2 separate regions of the Mus musculus genome follow, and region 1 is linked to region 2. The links are chromatin contacts, called in public promoter capture Hi-C maps. All regions are on one chromosome and are shown on one strand. Each heading gives the region's core, a stretch centred on a gene start, on an enhancer-like site or on the middle of the called end of the contact. The rest is flanking DNA. Distances are from core to core; before and after follow the strand shown.

Region 1 (6,263 bases), core at 1,659-4,158, 480 kb before region 2:
GGTCCAGTGTGGCTCACAGAGAGAGCAGTGGCCTGGCACTGCTGCACGGGAGAACTTTATCTTCGGGGCTGACAGCTTCAGATGTGCACTGTCTGGTAGGGCATCGCTGGCCATCTGTAGTTTGAGGTACTTCAAGTGGTGGGTGCTACTAATAATTTGAATTTTAAATGTTGCTTAATTTTAATTAATTTGGATTTTGGAAGTCACATGTGTTGGTGGTTCCACGTAGCTCTAGACCTAGCACCCCCATTACTTTGTGTAATCTTTGGCAAGTCACTGCAGGACAGAGTTAAGTCTCCTTGCAAGTGTATACTCAGGCACCACAGTCGCCCAGTGGCATCCCTCAGGACAATGGTTGTGCCTCAAGGATAAGAGTCCATGAGTTTTCTTGATGGCTGTTGCCTGGCACCTTGTATGGTGCACAGCACCCTGTAGATGCTTGGTCAAAGTGCACAGCACTTTTGTGTTGTAGTGTTGAAATGGAAAGCTCAATCCCTGGAGAGCTCAGAGCTTTTTTGAATGGAGGGAGGTCCACTGCAGTGGGGTGTTTACTGGCTCTTTAACCCAGGACTCATGTCCCACGCTGGGCCGTCACCCTACTCCATGCATTGACACTGACCTCCATGTGTTCTCTGTTGGGAACCTACTCTACTGGGAAACTGCTTCTCTTCCTTGAATTTCAAGGAACTTAATTAGAATGCTTCTTAGATAATATCAAGGTATAATGAAAGCATAGTATAAGTAGGGAATTTAACTATACCCTTCTTTTTTTTTTTTAAAGATTTATTTATTTATTATATGTAAGTACACTGTAGCTGTCTTCAGACACTCCAGAAGAGGGCATCAGATCTTGTTACAGATGGTTGTGAGCCACCATGTGGTTGCTGGGATTTGAACTCCAGACCTTCGGAAGAGCAGTCGGGTGCTCTTACCCACTGAGCCATCTCACCAGCCCTAACTATACCCTTCTTGATATAGAAACATTTATAAAAGTTTCTAAAATTGAAATGAGAAGTGCTTTATATTTAGTGGTATTCTGTCACTGGTGGTGTTTGCAAAAGACAACTACAGTAATTATCTTACTGATCTTAACTACATGGGCTTCCCTGAACACAAAGTCCCCTGGAGTCTCCTGTGGGATCCTTTGAGTTTCTCTGGGTTTGGAGAATTTGGAACTGCTTGATTTCTTTAGCAGGATGAAGTTGGGTGTTTCGTGGCTTCTGGTGCCCAGGCTGGCAGGCTGAGTGCTGCACCCTGCCATCTCCCAAAGAGCCAGCTGTAAATCAATCTCTTCTTTCTCAGTGAGAGACGGTCTGGAGATGACAAGATGCTCTGAGCAGGTCCATGGCCAGCATCTGGAGAAGTCACTGGGGGCCACTGTTTGTGAGACAAGGCTTCGAGGCTCTTCTGTGGCAAGTTCCGTGGCCAGTGAGCAACGGAGCAGGAGCAGTTCACTCAACTCCACGGACAGTGGCTCTGGACTACTGTTGCCTGGACTTCAGGCTGCTTCTGAGCTGGGCCAGAGTGGTCAGCCATCCTCCCAGAGATTCAGTGTCATCAGCTCTGAAGACTTTGACCAGGAGCTTATTGTGAAACCTATCAAAGTGAAGAAGAGGAGGAGGAAGAGAAAGACAGGTACTGTCCTCGGGCAAGTGCACACTTACTCGTGTGGCACCTAGGGTAGCCTGGCCAGAACCTTTGGGGATGTACACGTCAGCTGGGAAGGGATGATGCTTGTCACTGAAGGGCACTTAATATAAGATGTTGGCTTACTGTGTATTTCATTCATCAGACCAGAGACATTACAGACATGTGGGACAGTCATTGAAGCAGGGGTTCCTGCTGCTGTATTTGTTGGACATCTTACATTCTGTGTTGGCATGTTACCAGATACGGGGTTTAACATAGAACTATTTTTTTTTTCTTTTTTTGAGGTAGATATCTGTGTAACCCTGGCTGCCCCAGAAGTCACAGAGATCTTCCTACCTCTGGCCCGAAAGTGCTGGGATGGAAGCCCTGTGCCACTACCCAGACACAGAACGTTTTAAGCACTTCGCTCCTAGGGGCTTATTGAGGCTTTGCAGCTAAAGGCTGCTGCGGTGTTGAAAGGAGCATTAGTGAGCCCTTGTGCGTTTGACAAGTTTAAAGGTTGGCCTCTAATCCATACGCGTCATTCCTATTCCAACTTCTGAGCATTGCACTAATGAAATTCGGTGTCTAGTGAAATGTCCATTTCACTGGACATTGTTGTACTAAGATCATTTTTACTTAACAGGTTTTTTCTTTTTCTTCTTCTTCTTTTTATGGGGGTGTGAGAGCAGAGTCTCACCAAATGGCTGAGGCTAGTCTGGAACTTACTGTGTAGCTCAGACCGGCTCTAAACTCATGAGCTTCCTGTTTCTACTTCCCAAATTCTGGAGCTAGAAAGATTAATTTTTTCTTGAGCCAAATGCTTTTTCAGTACTCTCGTTGTGTGTGTAGAGTCATGCCTTACTGTGAATGTTCTCATTTTAAATCAGAAGGTGGAAGCAAGAGCACCTGCCCCAGTTCCCTCGAGTCAACCCCCTGCTCCGAGCTCCCTGCCGACAGCCCCCAGTCCCTGAACACAGACCTCTTGTCCATGACCTCAAGTGCTCTGGGCAGTAGTATGGATCAGCTAAGCACAGAATCTCCAGAGCAGGAGAGCAACCTCGGGGGTGAGGTGAATGGAATCTCACAGGAAAACAGTGGTCCTGAAGCGTTCCATGTCCTAGAGCTGCCTGGCCCTGCCCCTGGCCCTGCCTCTACCCCCACGGATGAAGAAAACTGCACTGGGAAGGAAGCGTCCCAGTGTAGCCACACACAGGACACAGACCTGCTCAGTGGAGTGCTGACTTTACCCTTGCAGCCAGAGGAGGATGTGGGAGGTGCTGACATCATCTCAGGCCTTGATGAGCAGCCTGGTCCTGCTGCTGATGCAGCAGTACATACAGAGTTCTGCCTGCGGGGACAGAACAGCTCTGCTGAGGAGCAGGAGGCAGACACCATGGAGTTCAGTGACCCCCAGAGCACGTTTTCTGAAGCTCCTCTTCTGGACTCAAGTATGCTGCCTTCCAGCCTCAGCTGGCCCCCAGGTGCTGAGCAGTGGCTGCCTGGGATTGGAGTGTATGACATCACCACCGAGACGGCCAGCCCAGAAGCAGACATCCTGACCCATGTGGCGGTCCCTAGCCACCTGAGCTCAAATCCTTGGCATTTACTAACTGACAGTAACACAGGTCAGAAGGAAACACCCACTTTTCAATGTGACATGGGAAATGTGGAAGGACAGGTGACTCCTCTTGCCTCTGCCTCAGTGGCCAGCACCCATGCACATTGGCTGGACCAACCTTTCCAGGATCAGGCAGTGACATCCAGTGATGAGGAAGACATTTATGCCCACGGACTCCCATCTTCATCCTCAGAGACAAGTGTCACAGAGCTTGGAGCTGGTCGCTCTCTGCAGGACCTGAGCCAACCAGGTGCTGAGGAAACCACCCTGCTCAAGGCAGATCAGGTCTGTGTGCTGATGCAGGAAACATAACTAGTGTGGTGGCCATGGCAGCTGCTGCTTTTCCTTTAAAGAGCATGCATGGCAGACTCAACCATTTTCCTTCTTATGGAAATTGTAGTACAGCACAATCGCAGCTTTGAAGTCTGGGTTTGGGGGAATTTCCAATTCAGACACTCTGAATCATTTGAACTATATTACTTCTGATCCGGCTCAGTTAACCTCCTACCAACAAAAGTGTAATCTTTCAAGGCCACAGCAGTATGGGCCCTTAAGGTAGCCTGAGGTCATTGGAACACCACTGTGCAGAGGACTGTTTGCTCTGAGCACGTATGTGATGTATAGTTCCTGCCTTCCCCATAGTCCATTCACTCGTAGGTACATCAGTGTGAACTGGGGACCTCTCTAGAAATGCTGCTTCTGCAGTGTCCTCATAGAGCCCAGGACACACTGCAGAGGGAAGCCCCAGTCTGCTGTGGGGCCTCTTGACCAGTGCAATTTATTGTTCTTGGGAGTTTTATATTTAAAATTACTTTTAAAAACAGGGTTTCTAACTCATTCTGTGCACCACACTGACCTTGAATTCAGAATTCCACCTGCCTCTGCCTTCTGAGTGCTGGCATCAAAGTCTCGTGCCACTACGCCCAGCCCTAAAAATGATGTTTAAGTACTGATTTTCTTTGGCATAGCAAATATGTTTGGCTTCAGAGCTAGCCGTGTACCAGCACATTCCCTAGGAGCTGATGTGAGGCCCACTCCTGCATCATCAGAGCTGAGAGCACGACGCTTACCAGCTTGCACCATGTGCAGCTCCGGGCTGAGCACTTCACACACTTAAATCACTTCTGTAAAAACAAACTAGGGGGGCTGGAGAGATGGCTCAGCAGGTGAGAGCACTTAGGTCAGAGCACTGACTAGTCTTCCAGGGGTCCTTCCTGAGGTCAATTCCCAGCAACCACATGGTGCTCACAGCCATCTGTGATGGGATCCGATGCCCTCTTCTGGGGTGTCTGAGGACAGTGGCAGTGTACTCATAAGTAAATCAATCTGTAAAAAAAAAAAAACCCAAAAAACAAAAAAAAAACAAACAAAATAGGACCCAGGTTTAGTTGCCCCGTTGTATGGAGGAGGAAGTTGAGCCTCAGAATGGTAAAGTAGTGCATGCACCGGATCACGCTACAAGTGAAGTCAGGGTAGCCCAGGACTTCCCCGTCTCTGTGTTCTATCTTAGAAGTGAATGTACAGAACTTGGCGGCTTGTTCTGCATCCTGTGTTCATCTTTTCAGTGCACTGCTTCCTAAGTGCTCTTAACTGACAGTGTATGTGTCCATGCTGGGAGCTCACTGCAAGTGGCAGCTAGCTGTCACTATGGGAAGAGCTATGGGAAACCACAGCAGTGTGGTCACCTGATATAGAGTGTTAGTTGGCAGATCACATCTGTTGGTATATCTTAGAACTTTAGCTTAAGAAAGCCCTCGCCCATGGAAAAGGATCCTGGAGCTCTGAAGTTATCTACCAAGCTTTGCTGTACCTGGTCTTGCTCCAAATAGCAGAAAAGCTGAGAAATGTTGGGTTGTTTGTTTGTTTTATAGGACAAGGGCTAAGTGAAAAGTTTGCTATGGTGAACAAAGCCAGGTGGAGAAAAGGTAGAAACCATTCTCTTTCATAACACTAGCTTCCATATCAGGTATTTGTACAAGTGTGTCTAAAGTAAACCTTTTTTAGCTTTGACTTTTAAACAAATCCTAGCACCATGGGACCAGCATGACAGGTCAGTGGGTTAGGGCTGACACCAAGCTTGAGGACCTGAGTGCCGTCTCTAGGATCCATATGGTGGAAGGACAGAACCAGCTCTCACAAGTCTTCTGCCTGCCACACATGTGCTATGTATAAGGCACACTCGTGTGTGTGTGTGCATACACATGGTTACATTAGACAAGTAATACAAATGAAAAGAATAGCAACAAAGCTTTAGTGTGCAGAATTGAGACAGAATCTCATCCACACTTCCCCAGCTGTTCCCATACAGCAGGCCAGGAGTCCAGAGGTTAGCACAGGGCTTGAAAGACTGTAGTGTAGATAGTTGTGATGCTGTTCCCATAGGGTATCTGTCATAAGTTAAGTGTACAGAAAGATGATTTACATACATGTGTTGATGACCTTGTATAAAGTAAGGTCTCTTGATGTGATGTCATGTAGTCCTAAGCATTCATGGCCTGTATTCTGTGCAGGGCATGTGCACCAGGATAGCTATAAACATAGCCCAATTGTCAAATCATGAACTTACTTTAAATGTTATGCTTTCTGTTGCAGACTTTTTTGTGGGAGGGGTTGTATGGTTCTTGAGTGTGGACTTGCAAGGTGACAATGTCTTGTTTTGACGAGTGGTTGGTTACACCTTCGAGCATTACTTAGGAAGGGTATTATGCTGTGTGAAAGTGTTATCCAAGGATGCTATGGGATCTTCCACAAGGACCAGAACTCCTATTCCAGAATGTTTCTGGGACTGGATCCAAGGAGAGCGGGGTTAGGCAAGGCTTCTCAAGGATCCTTTGACGTCAGTATCCTGCCTACTTGCCTTGTTGGTAACAGTGTGATGAAGGCAGCCGTGTCCCCTGCACAGAACTCACTGGCCTCTGTCCTTGTTAGTTTGCAGAGAGCTGGATGGGCTACTCGGCTCCTGGCTATGGCATCCTCAGCTTGGCGGTCTCGGAAAAGTTTCTCTGGTGCCTGG
Region 2 (5,767 bases), core at 73-2,572:
ATCGCTGTGAGCAGATACCATGACCAAGGCAACTCTTATAAGGACAACATTTCATTGGGGCTGGCTTACAGGTTCAGAGATTCAGTCCATTATCATCAAGATAGGAACATGGCAGCATCCAGGCAGGCATGGTGCAGGAGGAGCTGAGAGTTCTACATCTTCATCTGAAGGCTGCTAGCAGAACACTGACTTCCAGGCAGCTAGGATGATGGTCTTAAAGTCCACACCCACAGTGACACACCTACTCCAACAGGGCCACACTTCCAAATAGTCCCACTCCCTGGATGGAGCACATACAAACCACCACACTCCACATGCTATAAAGAAGAGAAAACTGGACAGACACATACAGAGGAAAGAACACATAAAGAGAGAGAGCACCAGGCACGATGGCACATGCCTTTAATCCAATTTCTGTGCTTACAGAGCCAGCCTGGTCTACATAGTGAGCCACAGGACATAGAAGAATACATAGTGGGACCCTGTCTCCAGAAGAAGTAGAAGAGGGGGAGGAGGAGGAAGACGAAGGAAAGGAGGAGGAAGAGGAAAAAAGAGGTAGCCTCAGAAGAGTCAAGACCTTAGCCCTCAGGTCCCCCAAACCGGGAGAGTATAGCCTGTGTGGCGCTGTGTTCTCACAGCCCAGTACTGAGTACTCAGTACTGAGTACTGTAACCAGAGCATCCATACTGTACCCAGGTACAGAGCAGGTCAGTCATGAATGTGTCCTTGGATTTCCTCCAAGTTTTTTTTCTTAAGACGCTGACTGTGGAATCCCCCTGAAATCAGGGGACGTGCCTCTTCTGAAATCTCCATGGCCCTCTCCGAGAAAAGCTTCCTGTCTGAGTCTTTGTGAAAGCAGAAGGCCTGAGTTCCGAAGCCATTCACAACAGCCCCTCCTCCACGCTGTTCATGCTGCGCTGCTTCTGCCTAGAAGGCTGCCTGTCATTCCTGAGTGTGAGCCCCTGCGGTCCCTCGGTCCTCTCCCACCAGCACTCCGGAGCAGTGTATGGCTCACACCTGGTGCCCCAGGCATTACAGAAAACTTCCCTAACAGGTCTCTGCTCTCTGCTTCTCAGCTCGGGCAAGCATAGGGGGCACTGGAGTGAACGTCCTAGACTGGCCTGGAGCTGCAGCCCTTGGCTGGAGAGAGGAGACTTTCTGGGCTTGAGCACTAGGGGGTAAAAACCTCCCATTTATCTTACCTCTGGCAGTGGTCAGGATCTGACAATCCTCGGTGGTCCCCAGCCCCCGCTGCTGCATCCTCCTCCCCTAGCCCCACCTCCCTAACCTCTCCTCCACTAATCTCCACCTCCCCAGCTTCCCTTAGGGCCCTCCCTAGCCTCCCCTCCCCAGTCTCTCCCTGTCAAGCTCCGATCAGGCTCAGGCAAGCTCCGGGACTGTGGCTGATCAAAGGTTAGAGTGGTTGTCTCTGGAATGAAAGGGGTGGAACTTTTCTGAAAGCGAAAGTATGGGGTCCGAGTAGAGAGTGGGTCAGGGCGGTCCTGTGGCTGGGAAGTCCCAGCTGTTGGTCCACCAGTTGGGCTGTGCTGGCAGCCATCTCTCTCCTGGACCTGGTCTCAGGATCCTGCTTGGCTGGCTTGCTTAGGACCTCTGCTGCCTGGGTGCAGTTGTCTGCGTGCCTATCAGGTAAGACCCAGCCAGGTGGGGCAGGAGGATGTGAGGGTGTTTGGGGCCGTGGGTGGGGACCCAAGAGGCTGAGACTACTCTGGCTGTGTTAGTTGGCTTTGTTGTCAAGGGTCTGGGCTCCAAGCCCAGGACGGCTGAACTAGAATACCAACTCAGCCACAGGAGATATACGCACATCCGAACACATAAACAGCCACACACACTTGCAGAGAGCAGAGACATCCATGAGGCCTACAGACACAGACACGGAAGACGCACACACATATTACAAGACAATCACACACACGGCGAGGCACTGGAGCTAGCTAGCACGAAGATCTGAAAGAGGTACCACAGGTTCACAATCATGGCAGGGCCACACCATTCCTTGGGTACCTGACATTTATTTATTGGCCCCATCATGGGTCTGAGCCAGGCTCATTCCTTGCTCCCTGGAGGCTCCTGGCCAAGTGGCAGAAAGATCTCAGATCATATAACTACTATCTAGGGCTGGAGCTAGACCCAGAAAAGGGTGAGCTTCTCAGAGGAAGAGCCCCAAGGAAGCTCTCAGCAGCTGGAAGATGAGGGGCAACTCCCAGAAAGGCTTGGACAGGGAATGAGTCCTGGGACGCAGAGGGGCAACAGAGAAAAGCAAGACAAACCCGAGGAAAAGCCTTGTGTGCCTACTTAAGAAGTCTGTCCTTCAGTGAAAGTCTGTCCTTCAGTGGGGGGTGGCTACCAGGGATGTTTTTATTTTGGCAACTGTGAAGGGAGCCTGTGTCTTTTTTAAAATAGGCCTGGCTGGCACATAGAACAGCTACTGATCGTGTTTGCAAAATCAACACATGGAATTTACTAAACTCTTGTTATTCCCATAATAACCGCGCTTAGGATTTTTCGGAACTGCTTGCTTCTGACATTTGCAGCTCTTACTGATTTTCCTAGCTTGTTGATTTCACTAGATCTCGAAGGCGAGCACTGAGGCGGATTGAAACCATATTTTCTTGCCCTGTTCCATATTTTCAGGAAAGGACTCAGCTTGCAGGGAAGGTTTCAAGGCACGGACGCCACAACCTGCTGGCAGTGGTTGCCCCTGGGGCTTTGAAGGACAGGGGATAGCCTGGTCCTACGGTAGGTGGGGAGGAAGGATGTCGTTCGTCCCAGAGAGAAACAGAGAGTGGGAGTTGGTGCAAGAGGGAAGGTCTAGAAAAAAGTAGAAACAAGGCCAGATGTGGGGGAGATCTAGACCTAACCTCATGGCCACAGCTGGAGGGGCCATGCTGACTTCCCTGTACCTAGCCTTGCAGTTGGTACTGACCGGGAAAGAGGTGAGCTCAGGGCCCAGACTGTCATGGATCTGCAGGATCTCCAGCCTTAACGCCAAGTCAGTCAGGGAGTGACAGCAGTGGAAATGGGCGCTGGAGGATCAGGACGGGCCTTGTGGCCACAGAGGGAAGGCATGGGGATAGGGTCCATGATCATCCCGGTGGGCACCAGATCATCCCAGTGGGCACCAGAATGACACCTGACCAGGCCATCCTTGAGTGGGGCACCCACCCACCCTAGAAAGTCCATACTTCTGAACTGCACTCTCGGGTGAAAGAGAGAGGAGGCAGACAGACTCTCAAGCCTGGAGGAGACTCTGACACAGTAGAGTCAGCCCTGAGGAGCCACGGAGCAGATGACACAGAGCTGAGGGTTCCTTGGATGACAGGAAGTCACTGTGTCCTAAAAAACAGGTCCAATGTGGAGACCAAAGAGAGAGGGGATCAGGAGGGGACACAGCTCGAGGGGGGACCAAAACTGGCACACTCAGCAGGATGGAGGAGGTCCCATGCGCTAACATGCATGCCCAGGAGTGAAGCAAAGAATTGTTGATCTAGAAAGAGAAGAATTTGAATGCCAAGCTATAGGGCTTGGGGTGGCTTGAGGGTACTGGGGGAGTCACATAAGGGGGGGTCAAGAATGGTTTGGGTAGCTGCTGAGAGCTGCAGAGCCAAAAGAGATGTGGCTGCAGCCAGAGGGGCTGTTTGGTGGCCGCGATGGCTCTTTAGGACAGGCCTGGCTTGATATGAAGGTGGGTGAGTACCATGAGCCCAGAGACTCCTGTGTAGCCTTGAGATTTCACGTGTCCAGGTGTCCCTCCCTATCCAGAATCTGCCCCCAGGCTCCCCTGCAAGGACTGCCAAGTCTGACTCTCTTGTGGTCCTCACAGAGAAAGAACTTTTTTGGGGGTGACATCTGATCCTCTAGTCAGGAGCACACACCGGCCACCCGTTGTTCATAGCTTCTGAAGAGACATGGTGGGCCAGGCTGAGTGGCTGGAGGCTGGATCCTTCCCCTTTCTGAGCAGTGGGTTCCTCAAATGGAACAGATAACACGCCTCAGGGGGAATTGTGGGGACCACATCTGCATCAGCACTGGGAGGGACACATAGTCAGTGCTTTGTAAATCAAGATGAACTCTTACCAACCAAGGCAGGGACCCGTCTTATCCTTTCCCAACACCCCTGTGGTCAGGGAGTCCAGAGAATGCAGCAGGGGCAGGTGCCATCTCTCACACTAGGCACGGAAGGTCACCTTAGATGAAGGAGCTGGCCAGAGACTGCCATTTAATGTCAGCTCTGTGTGGGGCAGGGTCCCTGAACCTGGGTGGCAGGCCAGATGATGACCTGTGGTCAGGGTGGGGCTGATAAGGCCCCAACCAATCATCTGAGCTTCCCTCCCTCTACTGGGCTTCCGTGAAGCTGCTGGTGGCCTCTGGAGCTCCAGAAATCCAGGTCTCAGCTGACTCTAGCAGATTCCTTGCTGGAGGGCGAAACCCTAGGGGGCAGCCTCTGTCCAGCATGCCTTAAGTCCAGGGAAGGGCAGTTGCTTTCTGACTCACCCAGGGGTCTGGCCGACTTAGATTTGTCCTGGTATGGTAAGAAGCCCTAAAGAAGGCTGGGAGCTATGCCTCTATTGGGTCAAGCCTTTCTTCCTCCTCCTCTTCCTCCTCTTCCTCCCCCTCCTCTTCTTTCTTTTTTAAAAAGATTTATTTATTTGCTTCTTTATGGTGTGCGTGTACGTGTGCATGTGCGTGCGTGTGTGTGTGTGTGTGTGTGTGTGTGTGTGTGTTGCTTGGATGTATGTCTGTGTACCATGTGTGTGCCCAGTGCCCTCGAAGGTAGGAAGAGCCTATTGGTTGCCCTGGAACTGGAGTTACAAATGGCTGTGAGCCACTGTGTGGGTGCTGGAAATTGAACATGGGTCCTCTGCAAGAGCAAGTAGTGCTCCTAACCACTGAACCATCTTTTCAGCTCCATCCAACCCTTCTTTTAGCTCAGTTTCTCAAAGAGCATAGGGAGAGCTTGCTGGCCCAATCACCATCCCCCACTTTTGTCTGGCTTGCACAATGTGGTGGGCAGGAGGTTCCAGTGGCCGGGAAGGCTGTCTCTTCTCTTTCACCCCTAGCTAAATATACAGTCAGAAAAGCAAACAACCAGGCTTTGCTAGCGAAAGGGAATGTGGTGGTGGTGCCTGGCAGGGGCCTGAGCAGGGGGTGTGACCCATGAGACCCCCACCACCACACACCCCGTGTGGTGAAGGTTGGGGTTTGGCAAGAGGGGGGAATGCAGTAGGTAGGAAATACATTGGGATTCCTCAGCTCCAGGTTAAATATAGACCTGAAGCCCCTCCCACCACCTTCCCTTCAGGCTGTGTGGTGAAGATAAGTGGCTGGGTGCCTGAGGCTAGGGCTCTAGGGCACCACTGTACCCTCCTCCAGATCCCAGGCTCCGGCCCCAGAAGGGAAAGCCTCTTAAGAAGCTTCCGGTTTGAGCAGCCAAGATCCTGCCTTTCGAGCTGAAGGGGTGAGTCCACGTCTCTGGAGGGGTGAAGGGGGGCTGTGGGAAGGAGGGATGGGGAAAGGTTTAGGCCTTAGAATCTAAAATCCTAGAAATTTGGGATGTGGGTCCTGGGCTCTGCCCTTGTGGGTTGTGGGTTGGGCTGGTTCCCAGAATAAGCAAGCTCAATACTCCTTTGAGTCCAACTGGGAATTCCTCAGGCTCTGTGAAGGTGGACACCTGGGAGAGAGCCTCTGGGAATGGCACCAGGAAGGCATTCTGCTGGCAAACGTTGTCTGCACCCTCACACCCATTGCA

Evidence for each region. Promoter capture Hi-C pulls out the DNA fragments that hold promoters and counts their contacts.
Region 1: a contact with region 2 is called in a promoter capture Hi-C map of hippocampal neurons, with 3 times the contacts expected there. The contact joins the enhancer-like site here to the promoter of Exoc3l4 in region 2. A contact is called at or near these places in 11 of 39 promoter capture datasets (the 3T3-L1 cell line, the HPC-7 cell line, HPC-7-derived erythroid cells and 6 more), 9 of 484 Hi-C or Micro-C datasets (B cells, the G1E-ER4 cell line, cardiomyocytes and 4 more), 3 of 115 datasets of contacts at active chromatin or transcription factors (astrocytes, bone marrow-derived macrophages and pancreatic cancer cells) and 1 of 9 other capture datasets (embryonic stem cells).

Annotation. Positions count from the first base shown.
Region 1 is chr12:110,930,098-110,936,360 of GRCm38.p6, forward strand. Tecpr2 (tectonin beta-propeller repeat containing 2) reads left to right here. Exons shown (of 20, transcript NM_001289510.1): 8 at 1,303-1,635; 9 at 2,520-3,535; 10 at 6,179-6,263. Among named protein-coding and RNA genes, the nearest start is that of Tecpr2, 44 kb to the left of the region's middle. Within about 2 kb of position 2,909, at least 29 of the 459 cell types and tissues checked have an H3K27ac peak or open chromatin away from gene starts, as enhancers often do. A contact at or near this core is called in bone marrow-derived macrophages, cerebral cortex and hippocampal neurons, where this site is marked.
Region 2 is chr12:111,416,108-111,421,874 of GRCm38.p6, forward strand. Exoc3l4 (exocyst complex component 3-like 4) reads left to right here and starts at 1,323. Exons shown (of 14, transcript NM_001289487.1): 1 at 1,323-1,647; 2 at 2,653-2,757; 3 at 5,392-5,476.